2 separate regions of the Mus musculus genome follow, and region 2 is linked to region 1. A link is a contact called in public ChIA-PET data. All regions are on one chromosome and are shown on one strand. Each heading gives the region's core, a stretch centred on a gene start, on an enhancer-like site or on the middle of the called end of the contact. The rest is flanking DNA. Distances are from core to core; before and after follow the strand shown.

Region 1 (5,811 bases), core at 1,227-3,726:
CACTTCACACCAGTCAGAAGTTACCAATTCTGAGTCCTGCTCTGTTATAGAAAGGATAGTGTGATGTGGTTTCCTGCCTATGGAGCAGAGCCAGTAGGGCCTGGGCCTCCACAAGTATTTATAGTTGGTAGGCGTGAGTTGTTTAGCATGTGTGTGTGTGTGTGTGTGTGTTCATGTTCCTCCATCAAGAAATATTCCCCCTGCCAAGGTTATTGTGGAATATCCTCTATGCCAAGGTTAATGGCTCCATGATAATCAAAGACAGCGCAAGTCTGGAAGGCAATGGTGTGTCTAATGTCTTAGCAAAAATGGTAAATGCTGTGACCTTCCAAACAGCCCTTAAGGCTGTGGGAAAGCACTATAAAAACATGAGTTCTAAAATATATACTTCTCAACTATGCAAAATGTAAGGGTGCAATATGAATTATATGAGGGGCTTCACAGACTGTCTTCGTTTATTCCCAGTTCACATGGTTCAAGCGTAGCCCCCCAAAGTTTATTCTTCTTGATTTGCTCAAGACCAACTCTTCGAATCAGCATTCATGACCCCAGCTCCTTGATTCTTAGAAAAAGCCAGCAAGCACATTTTGTTTTTCAACATTGCAAATGAATTCAGAGATCTGACTGCCTTTGTAAGCACAGACAATACACTTAGCTGGGTGGGAGATGTTATACATAAAGACTTACAAAAGATTCCTAAATGTATGAAAGAAGACTCAAGCTGAGGTAGGAGAGTTGGGCGGGAAGGGAAGTGAGGAAGGTTTTACACAAAGACTGCCAAAAGAGGAAGGCTGTTCCTCTCCCTCCCATTCATTACCCTATTAACAACCTCTGCCCTACCTGCCAGGACTAGAACCATCTATAGCCACTGGCCTAGTGCAGAGACATTCTGGAGTGTCTGAATGTAGTCTGTGCTCCTTGTAACACCAAACAAACACCCCTGGGTGGAGAGTGACAAATGACCATGCAAGAAAATGAGCGTGTATGAGAAAGCCTGTACTTTACAAATGAGCCAAAAGCCCAGCTCTGCAAATGACCCTGCCCCCAGGCTCCTCCTTTGTGAGGGGAATTGTTTGAGCTCCAGCAGGTTTCTTTCCTTGGAAGTATATCTTTTTCTACCAAACTATCCCTGCTTTTGCTACTACTATTCATTCACATTGTCCCTGTCCATTTCCTTGTTCCAGGACTCAATCCCAGAATCTGGGATTTCCCCAGAGACACCCAATAAATGTCATGTCCACTGATATCAAAAAATGAAAGGAATTACAAAGTAACAGAGCTTGGCAGCCAACTGTTGGGCAGAGGTTACAGACAGAGCTGCTCAGCCTTACCTGCTTAACACTTCCAGTGCCCCGCCCCCCACCCCCAGGGACGATACTACCATGCAGACTCAGGACTAGAGCCGGCCTGAGAACTTACATGACTAACATGCTCTCTACTGAGGATTCTATAGCCAGCCCATAGACACTTACTGCAGCATGCTTGCGTATATGGGAGCATGCATTCATCCTATCTCTCCAGAGGGCAATTTAGCAAAGTTGCCTTTGCTGTCATTGCCAGCATTTCCACTTTATTGCAGTATTTCATGATCTATTCATATAGTGCAAATTTACATGAGAACAAAGAAATTTCTTGCAGTGTTATTTATAATGGCAAAAAAAAAAAAAAAAATAGAACCAGTGAGAATATCCTTCACGAAGAAAATGTCCTTCTCCATTATCCTTGGAATTGAATATGCTGGTGGCAAAAAGATAAGCCAGATACTGATGTGATATTTTCTCTAAGATATTTTAACTTTATAAAGAATGTTTCAAAGTGTAAGTGGTCATCTATGGATAAAAGGATTAAAAAAATCAATGCAGTCTATGCAGACAATGGATTGATTTGTTTGTGTTTTTTGAGACAGAGTTTCTCCATGTAGCCTTGCTTGTCCTGAATCCTTCATAGACTAGGTGTGAGCCACCACCACCACCAGGCGCACAATGGAATTTTATTCAGCTCAAAAGAATAAAATTATGGCATCCATAGGAAAATGGGTCAAATTGGAGATTATTAAGTTAAGTGAAATAAATCAGATTTAGAAGACAAAAAAAAAAAAAAGACATGGTGTGTGTGTGTGTGTGTGTGTGTGTGTGTTGTATATAGATGTGTGAAAGGAAGTGGCCTAAAGAGCAGGGGAGCAAGAGAAGGTAAGAGAATGCATGGGTCACATGAGCAGAAGGGAGATTATTTGAAGAGAGGAAGGGGGAGGCAAGGGGGAGGGAAGATAAGGTAGGGAGTAGTGGACCGCACTGATCTATAACTGTGCATGAACTGTCACAACGAAGCCCACTTCTTTATATGTTAACCAACAAAGAATAAGGAATCAGCAATGTTCAAAATATCACATAAAGGAAATTGACCTGTGTATGCGCGCGCACACGTGAACAATTGTTTTACTGAATGAGCTTCCGAGTGCAAAGGGAACACACACACAACTTCCTCCATCTAGCCATCCTCCGGAAGCCTGAGGCGCTTCCCTAGACGTTCAGAGATCTGACTCACAGCCAAGGAGGCTTTGTGGCTTTGACACAGCAAAGAATTTTAAGATAGCCAGCTTATGAAGCAGTCGGCGATTTTATTAAAATTTCTTTAATACAGGTTTAAGCATGGGGAGGGGTGCTAAGAGAAAAGTGAGACATACCCAAACGTGAGGAAGGGCTCCTGAAGGATTGGAGTGGGGGTGGGAGTGGGGGGCAACTAATTGTCTCAGCAGTTAACACAGCCTATGTTGGTGCCTCTCAAGTTACATCTCTAAGGTTGCTAGGAAACCTTTCTTTTTCTCTCCCTTTTGATAAGAGAGAGATGTGAGGTGATTCTGAAGAGGCCTTTGGATGGAACTGTAATATGATTGGGTAAAAGCAAGAGCCAGTGAGGTCGTGCAAGGGCTTTAGCACAAGTCCTTTCCCTGGGAGTGGGGTTTCTCTTGAGATTCCTAGACCGAAGCTGGCTTGCGGCTGGGAAGGAGAAAGACCTCTCTGGTGATTGTTAATTGTGCTGTGGTTCTTGCCCTGCTGCTGGCAAAGGCTTCAACCGAATTCCCTAGTGAAGGGCTCCTCCTTCTAATGCCTTACTTCCCTCTCCCTGACCTTCTACACTACTTCAAGCACAAGACAGGTACGCTGACTTTTCTAACGTGTGCTCTAGTTACCTCTTGCCCCTAGATGAAATCTCAGATTCTAGAACTTTCTCTGACATGCTTCCATTGCATATGTAAAGACACGTACATGCGTACATGCAAGTGCACATATACATACATGCATGCACATAAATGCATGCATACACATATGTGCACATAAAAAATGAAGTCGTATGTGTTTCCAATCTAGTTTTTTTCTATTTTTTTTTTAAAGTCTCCTCTGCTAGTCCAGATAGATAATCTTAGCACCCTGGGGCTGCTCATGTCTGTGGTCCGTCATCATCCAAGTTCTCTGGGCAAAGCTCTAAGGATTAGGAAGGAGTGACTCCCACCTTGTTTATTTCCCCAGTCTCTGCTGCTGGCTTTATTGCAATAGAGTGGAGAGACCCTGCGGGTGTAAACCCTAATATCAGGCGAAGAACTAGCAGCACAGGCAGGTTGCTGCCTCTGTCAACAACTCTAGACTTACGATTTCCCTCAAACCTCCAGTTGTAGAACAGCTCAGGGCATACGCTCTTTCCTCACAATATTTGGAAAGGGCCAGACAGAGATGGTTTAAACATCCTGCCAGGGATACAGTTATTCTAAAGAGACTCGTGTGCCCTGCCCCTCAGCTCTCAGAGACAACCGAAGCAGTGGATCCTGAGAAACTGGAGCCTCTTGCTGGGGAAATGGAAAGGTTGGAGCCCAGGGGCCAACCGGAGGAGGAGCTTGTCTCTTAGAGGTTTCATGCAGCTCTGACAACGCGTAAGGCCACCTTGCGGGAGAGACTGGAACCCAGGCAGGAACAGTCAAAGGGGGTGGTGAGCTGGACCACACCTTGACCAGGACTGCTTAGTAATTGTTCCTGTCCTTCTATTTAAACCTAAACCTTGATGTCAAGGCCCTGTAGATGGACTTGGGGGTCCTTGGACCCCTTTGTTCTTTTTCCTAATGTGGTTATGTTGAATCCATCTCCTTTCTCTGCTCTTTGGCATTATTTGCTTCTCTGTCTACCCTAGCCATAGAGATCAGGATCACAGGTAAGCAAAACACAGTAGAGCTTTGATGCCACCCCACTTTCTTGGAATGTTCTGCCTCAGTTTTATTCTGCCCCTCCTATCCAATCTAGTCAGTCAGTGTTCCCTTAGCACCCTAAGTTTTACTCTTCGTTTACACTAAACTGTGGGAGACTTATGACCTTTCATGGGAAAAGCAACAAAGCAGAGAGGCCTTTTGATGGTGAAGTCCAGCCACTGTGGAGTCCGAATGAAGGAGCGAGACACTGGGATGAGGGTCTGTTGTTCTCTACCATCCCTCTAATCTTTGGGCAATCATTCCTCCTCCACTTGATGCTGACTAGCTAAAGTCTTTGTCCCAGTGATGAGAACAATTATTCCTCTTTATTACTCCGATTGGTGGCTTGCTAGGGAATCCCTGCCTCAGTTGAATTCTCGCTGGGGTAAAATATATAATAACTCCTATTAATTTTCTCTGCATTAAGATGGGATTCCTGTGTGACTCAATCTACTTGGTGCTAACAGCTCAGCGTGGGAAGAAAGAAGGAAGAGAAGAAGAGAAAGAAGAAAGAGCCAGAAAGAAGCCATAGCCACAGACAAAGAAGGTTCAGAAGACAGTTTTCCTGGGCTCTGAAATTCTAACCCCCATCTGGGGATTTGTACAGATTGCTCTGAGAGTGTTCACATTTTGAGAAGAGATCTGACAAGTCAAGAGAATTCTGAGATGGGGCAGAGAGAGAGAGAGAGAGAGAGAGAGAGAGAGAGAGAGAGAGAGAGAGAGAGAACAGCTTATCAGCAACAGTAGAAAACCAAAGAAGGATGAGGTGGTGGCTTTCAGGGGCTTGAAATGCCGCCATGAATAAGCACCTCCTAGGTGAGATCTTCCTCCAGCCAAGAACAAAGTTAGACAGGCAGAAGTTAAGGAAGCGGAGCTAGAGAAAATGTTGGCTCGGGAAATGAATGTAACAGCTACTAGATAAAGATGGGAGGAAAACAACTTTCCCTTTCACCAAAAATCTTCTGAGAGAGGCTGTTCAGCCATCTGTTTGCAACGCTATAGAAAGAAAGCGTTTTCCTGGCTGCTGGTGGACTGATTTGATTTTTGTTGGGACTCTTGAGTCGAAGTTCCACATTTGTATGAATTCTGACTTGCATACCGTAGGGCATTGTGAGCCAATGCACAGTCAAGGTAAGGTCGGTACCTATACCACTGGACTCTAGCATAGCCCCCTAGGTCCCATGGCCTCCCTGCCGTCTTTAGGCCTAGCATCTGTCTCCACAGCAGCACGTGGTCTGGGTTGCTTCGTCTCTAGGCTTCTTGCTTGTGCGTGTTTAGTACTCTTTGTTGTCATTAAGCATGAGCAATGGATTTTTCACTCAGCAGCTTTCTCTCCCAAGCACTCTTGCAAAGAAAATGATGTGGCCAATTGTTTATTCCATGGATAGCCTTTTTCTGTCCCCAGAATGTGGCCAACATAACCATGACTCACGTTCACAGGACAGAAGGGCTGTTCTGGCTCATGCTTTTACTTCTTTGGGCCAATTGGAGAGTTATTTATAAACATTTATTGATTTGGATTCATAAACCCGAGAGAGAGAGAGAGAGAGAGAGAGAGAGAGAGAGAGAGAGAGAGA
Region 2 (5,811 bases), core at 2,020-4,519, 330 kb after region 1:
CTTTTTAAAAAAAATCTAAGTCACATACATAGACTATGACTCTGCAATTTTAGAACCCAGATATGTCTTAAGATAAATTCAGACACACAAAATAATGAGATCCAGGTAGCTATAAACAAAGAATAAAAAAGAAAAATATGACAAAAATAGTCCACAATAACAGAACAGAAAGGATAGATGAGGTGATTGACACCGTTCCTGATAAGAAAGAAAGAAATCAGAATACTGAGAATGGCAGTGTGTTTGCTTAGGTCAGGCATAAAATACCTTCGGAGGGTGTACCATATACTAACCATGGTTACTGCCTCTGTGTGTGTGTGTGTGTGTGTGTGTAGGGGGGATGGGGGAACAGGAGAGAAACACAACTCATTTTTAAATATTGTGACTGCATTGTAAGAAGCATTTAAAAGTATTTAGCATTAAAGAAATGAAGCAATATTTATAAAAATAAACATTACAGTGATTAAAACCAAAGAAATTGAGTATGAAGCATCTGACTGGTTCAAGCCAAGGACTATTAGACAATGACGGGAAGACAGACCCATGTTACTCGCCCATGAATGAAAGCAAAGAACAGCCAAGCTTTTCAATGAACTTTCCTCCTCAGATGAAACGTCAATCACATCAGTCATGTAGACTATCAAAGCCAGTGTGACAGGTCAAACTTATAAGTGTTTGATTTGTGATTTGTAAAGATTAAAATCACTTAAGACTGGGGTAAATTATAAAATAAAGCTTAGTATATAGTTCTTCCATGTTCTCATCTTGAAGGCTAATTTCGTTCAGAGATTTCTGATCTTCAAATCTAAAAATTTCTATTTCCACTTCCTAAGTTTTCCAGTGGTTAAAAGAACTCAAATGGGGTTGTCAAGATTCGGAAATACCAGCCTACATCTATTTAGCATTAATAACCGTGTGAGAGTCTTCCTTTATATTCATATAGTAAAATGGATAGCATAAAAGCTTACTCAGCCGTGCTTGCTAAGTGCTCTCTTTTGCTCAGCCACACTCAGAAGCTAGATGGCTTTTACAATAAGGCCCTAAGAGTGTAAGTTCTCAGTCAAGTAAGAGTCAAGTTCATACTTAAACCTGGAAACTGAGTAACACAAAGAAGTTCCTTATCCAGATACATAGATGGCATCCTGAGGAATGCCTAATTTGATTTTTACCATCATTCACAAATTTAAAAAAAAAAAAAAAAACCCACAAAAACAAAAAACCAAGGACTGGGTTTCATTTTATATAATTATCCAGAGAATGGGTACCTTAAAAACCAAACCTGCCCGCCCACACACATTTTACTTTAGCTAGGAACTAAAGGGGTTCTTTACCATAGCCTCACCTTTAAACTCAGACTTTGTGCCTGGCTTTGCACTTTCACAAGCTATGCACTTGGCAGAGTCTGCTTTATTTTGCACTAGGCACACTTCACAGTCCCAGCTTCCCTCGGGCTTTTTAAACTTGTCCAATCCTAAACAGCCTCCAGAAGACAGAGAGACAGGGGCAGGGCTGCTGCTTGAGGCAGATACCAAACCTAAAAGAATTGGGAAATGGAGGCAAGTTTTAAATTTATTACCATCTTAATGACACCACCAACTGAACATTTTCAAATTTCATTAACCCTTTCTACACACACACACACACACACACACACACACACACGAAGAGAGAGCGAGAACCAGAGTGAACCAGAAAATAAGCCTTACAGTGTTATAAATAGGACTTCTCAGATTTAATTTATCATTGCAAATAAACATCTCACTCTAACTTTTCTCAATGGTGAGCTTATTCTTAAGTATGAACTATTCCCAATTGTGTGTGTGTTGCTTGTGGCCGAGATGGCTTGGTCGTTCAAGTGCTTGCATTAACAAACAAGAGGAGCACATTCAAGCCTGGCGTGGGGGCTCACACCAGCATTTAATCCCAGCATTTTGGAGGCAGAGGCAGGCGGATTTCTAAATTTGAGGTCAGCCTGGTCTGCAGAGTGAGTTCCAGGATAGCCAGGGCTACACAGAGAAACCCTGTCTCGAAAAACCAAAACAAAAAACAAAAGAGGAGCACATCCCAGATCCCTGAGAACTCAGATAAACGCTGGGTGGACACAGTCCATCTACAATTCTAGCCTTGGAAGGTGAAGGGGAGACAAGGACTCCTTAGAGTAAGCTGTCTAGCAAGCAATCAAGGTAACGACTCAGTCTTTAGGTAGAAGCATCATCAGCAAGCACTGGATTTCCCTAAGATCCTGTGCCAAAATACAAGGTAGAGCCAATAAATAGTCCTTTAACAGCAGGCCTCCACAAACACACAAGCCCATGTTCATGCATACACCCCCACACACATACATACACATGGAAAGGGGGGTTGGAGGGAGGTGGGATATCATTCTCACAAACTGAGGCTGTGGAAACGGCTCACTAAGTCCAGCAGCCACATTTAAAAAGAAAATTTGAAAAATTAGGGGTTGTAAGACTAAATTGTTGCTGAGTTTGGAGGAACATAGCCTTTATTCTGAGCACTGTAGGAGACAGAAGTGAGCAGATTTCTCTGAGTTTCAAGGCCAGTCTGACCTATGTAACAAGTTTCAGGCCAGCCAGGGCCACACGGTAGGACCTTTCTTAAAGAATGGCTAAATTGTCCTTATCAATGTCCTAATTTCTTCAACTACTACAGAATTCTAAAATATAAGATGTAAATTTCAGGTAAAACGGAAAATATGCAGCCATATATATTATCAATTTCAAAGCACATACCTCTGTCTTAGAAATTTATTTTTCTGCAGACATAATCTACTTTATAATCCAGCCCCATACTTACTAGTTTTACACATTCCTGCTAGACTTTATATTACATTAAGATTACTAAGATGTGAAACATATATGTTCCTGGTCTAAAGGGGGAAAAATAAAAACGAACTGATGGCAGCATATCAGCAAGTGACTGACTTTAAGCATGCAAAGGAGAAAGGAACACAGAAAGGCACAAGAAGAAAGCAAGGTGATGACTCTGTAGGCAGAACCAGCGGGTGTGGAGGAGCAGGCAGACAGGATGAGTCAGCAAGGTGTGCTGTGTGAAGCAGGGTTCAGATAGAGCCATTTATTCTTGGGTTCCACTGCCCGCTCCATTCCTCTCATAGTTACAGGAACAATCTCTGCATTTTAAGTATGTTCTCTTTTATTTTGCTAGCAAATTTTGTGTCTGGTGGTGTCTGTTGTTGGTCCATTACCCAATCTGACAAGGTAGCACCTTTGTGATGGCTGTAAGTACCAGTGCAATCATTTCCTGCCACCCACGCTTTCCTGCTCTTTAGAAGCTTATCTATATCAATCAATCCTTCTGCTATTTTTGAGTCTTCTCATTTCCTTTTTTGAGAATCTCATGAGAACAATGTATTTTCATCATATCCATCTCTCCTTCCACTCCAATTCCTCCCATGACCCCCACCTATCTTTTAAACTTCATGTCTTCTTCTCTAGTTGCTATATAGATGTATGTACTCACATGTACATGACTGTAGCCAATTGGGCAAGAGTAACCCATCAGGAAGTTCATACCTGAAGAAAACTTAAGTCTCCCAGGGGTGGGACCTTGTAAGCCCTGTTAACTTTTCTCATTTGTGTTGGAAAGGTTGACTGGTATGTGTGGTCCTGAGCAGGTCTTACTTAAACAAGCAGACATAGCAATGAAAGGTCATGAGTGCAACTTCTCTATCACATCCAGAAGAAACTATTTTACGGTATTCTGCCCAGTCATTTTTTGTCTGAAATACTTAGTCTTATTCTAATCACTTTCTTCAAGTGTTATTCTGTCACAGTTGTTATTCCAGTCTGGTTAATCCAAGATCAATGTTTGACTCTGTCCAGACCCTTATGATAGCAGAACTCAGTTTGGAATGCTTTCCTCAATTCACTCAACTCATATCTACTTCTATGACTTCAAATATCAAACTATGTCCTGTGATCACCTAAAACCTGTAAGTCCAGTCTCTATGATGTATCCAAATGCCTCAACTGTATATCTAAATTTCAACTTTAGCAATTAGAAATTTGTCATTAACAACACATAGTTCTAAATCCTCCCTCATTATTCAACTCCATCTGATTCTTTATCACCATTATCTGCCATTTATATTACACAAACTTCCAAAGCTGTCCTTCCAAATTCTGCTGCTTTGAATTCTGCTACATTGTTCAGAATCATTCCTAATTCTAATTCTAGGGGATCTGATGCCCTCGTCTGACCTTCATAGGTGTCAAGCACACTTAGGGTAACATACATACTACAGGTACATACAGGCAAAACACTCATGCATTAAATGAATAAATAAACTTGAAAAAAATAAGTACTCTGAGCTTAGAAACATGGCTCTTGCAGATTAGATTATTAGTTTCAAAATACAATCTAACTCCAGTTCTAAGGAACCTAATACCATCATTCTGGCTTCTACAGGCTAACACACATGTGCTCATACACAGACAGATACACATACACATACCAAAAACACTTTTTCCACTCAAAAGTAAAATGATAGCTGGAGGAGGGGCAGGTGACTTCTGGTTCCAGACCAAGTTTGGTATAATTTTCTATACTATGTATTTATATCTACCAACTTCCATGGCCACAAGGCTAGACCCTTACTGAAAACTATAGATAGATAGATAGATAGACAGACAGACAGACAGACAGACAGACAGAGATAGATAGAGATAGATAGAGATAGATAGATAGATAGATAGATAGATAGATAGATAGATAGATAGATAGATAGATAAATTTTGGCCAAATCATCCATTTGCTGACAGGGCATTATGCCCAGAAGAAAGCTAGTAGCTTTTTAATATTAATTCATAGAATTCCTTTGCTCCCGAGTAATTTACTTCCCGATTCAAAATTTCATTTCACATCTGTCAACTAAGAATTCTAGTTCCTCCATGCTTTTTTCCTGGGGTGAGGAAACAGTGCCAGATGGAAAAAGTCAAATATTTTGGAATGAGGATTCTTACAGCTCACTTTTAATTCCAGAGCAAATTAGAAATAGGAAGACAAGATCTAAAAGCTCAGGAAAGAAATCCAGCCAGTAAGTCTCACATTACAGAAACACCTGCATACCCACAGCTAATGCAACAAAAACTAAGATATACCTGTTATTTGCTATCTGTATTACTATACACTTCCAAAAAGAATTTAAAAATAAATCTGCCATAATTCTTCTTTTAAAAAAATTTTAATCCAAATTCCATTTTTGTAACCAAGTTAAGAGTTTTTCACCAAAAATTAATTGTATGTATGTATGTATGTATGTATGTATGTATGTATGTATGTATATAGTCATTAACAATCTGGTGGACAGCACATGGCTACAGATGGCACCAATAATCCTCAGAAACAGACACTAGCTTAAAGCATGAGTGCCTACGCCTTAAAGAACCCCCTGTAAATAACCACCATCATTTCTACATAGACAAAAGGAGACACAGTATGAAAGCCTGAGAAAGGCTGAACCACTGCAAGCTTTCAGCACTTCATTTGTTAATATTAATTATCACAAAAATAATTCTAACACTACACAGAAAAAGAAGACATAGAATTAGTTCACAACCTAGTCTAAGAGAACAAGTAAGTCTTAAGTCTAATCAAGAGCTGTAAATCACAAGATAGTTTTTTTAAAAATTAAGACATAAGAAAATGTTCATCTGGAGCCATTTAAAAAAAACACCAGGATTCCTCTTAGCCGTTTCATAGTTAAATGTTCTACCAAAGTAATGAGTAAAACTATTTCATATAGACATAAAACGTACCTGGTTTCTCAGATGT

What was found. ChIA-PET counts read pairs in DNA pulled down with a chosen protein or histone mark.
Region 2: a contact with region 1 is called in an RNA polymerase II ChIA-PET map of effector CD8 T cells, with 6 read pairs. The contact joins two enhancer-like sites. A contact is called at or near these places in 1 of 115 datasets of contacts at active chromatin or transcription factors (effector CD8 T cells) and 1 of 9 other capture datasets (pancreatic islet).

What each region holds. Positions count from the first base shown.
Region 1 is chr13:46,358,460-46,364,270 of GRCm38.p6, forward strand. No RefSeq gene overlaps it. Among named protein-coding and RNA genes, the nearest start is that of Rbm24, 57 kb to the right of the region's middle. Within about 2 kb of position 2,477, at least 52 of the 459 cell types and tissues checked have an H3K27ac peak or open chromatin away from gene starts, as enhancers often do. A contact at or near this core is called in effector CD8 T cells, where this site is marked.
Region 2 is chr13:46,687,717-46,693,527 of GRCm38.p6, forward strand. It overlaps Nup153 (nucleoporin 153), which reads right to left. Exons shown (of 22, transcript NM_175749.2): 16 at 5,796-5,811; 17 at 1,343-1,534. Among named protein-coding and RNA genes, the nearest start is that of Fam8a1, 21 kb to the left of the region's middle. Within about 2 kb of position 3,270, at least 44 of the 459 cell types and tissues checked have an H3K27ac peak or open chromatin away from gene starts, as enhancers often do. A contact at or near this core is called in effector CD8 T cells, where this site is marked.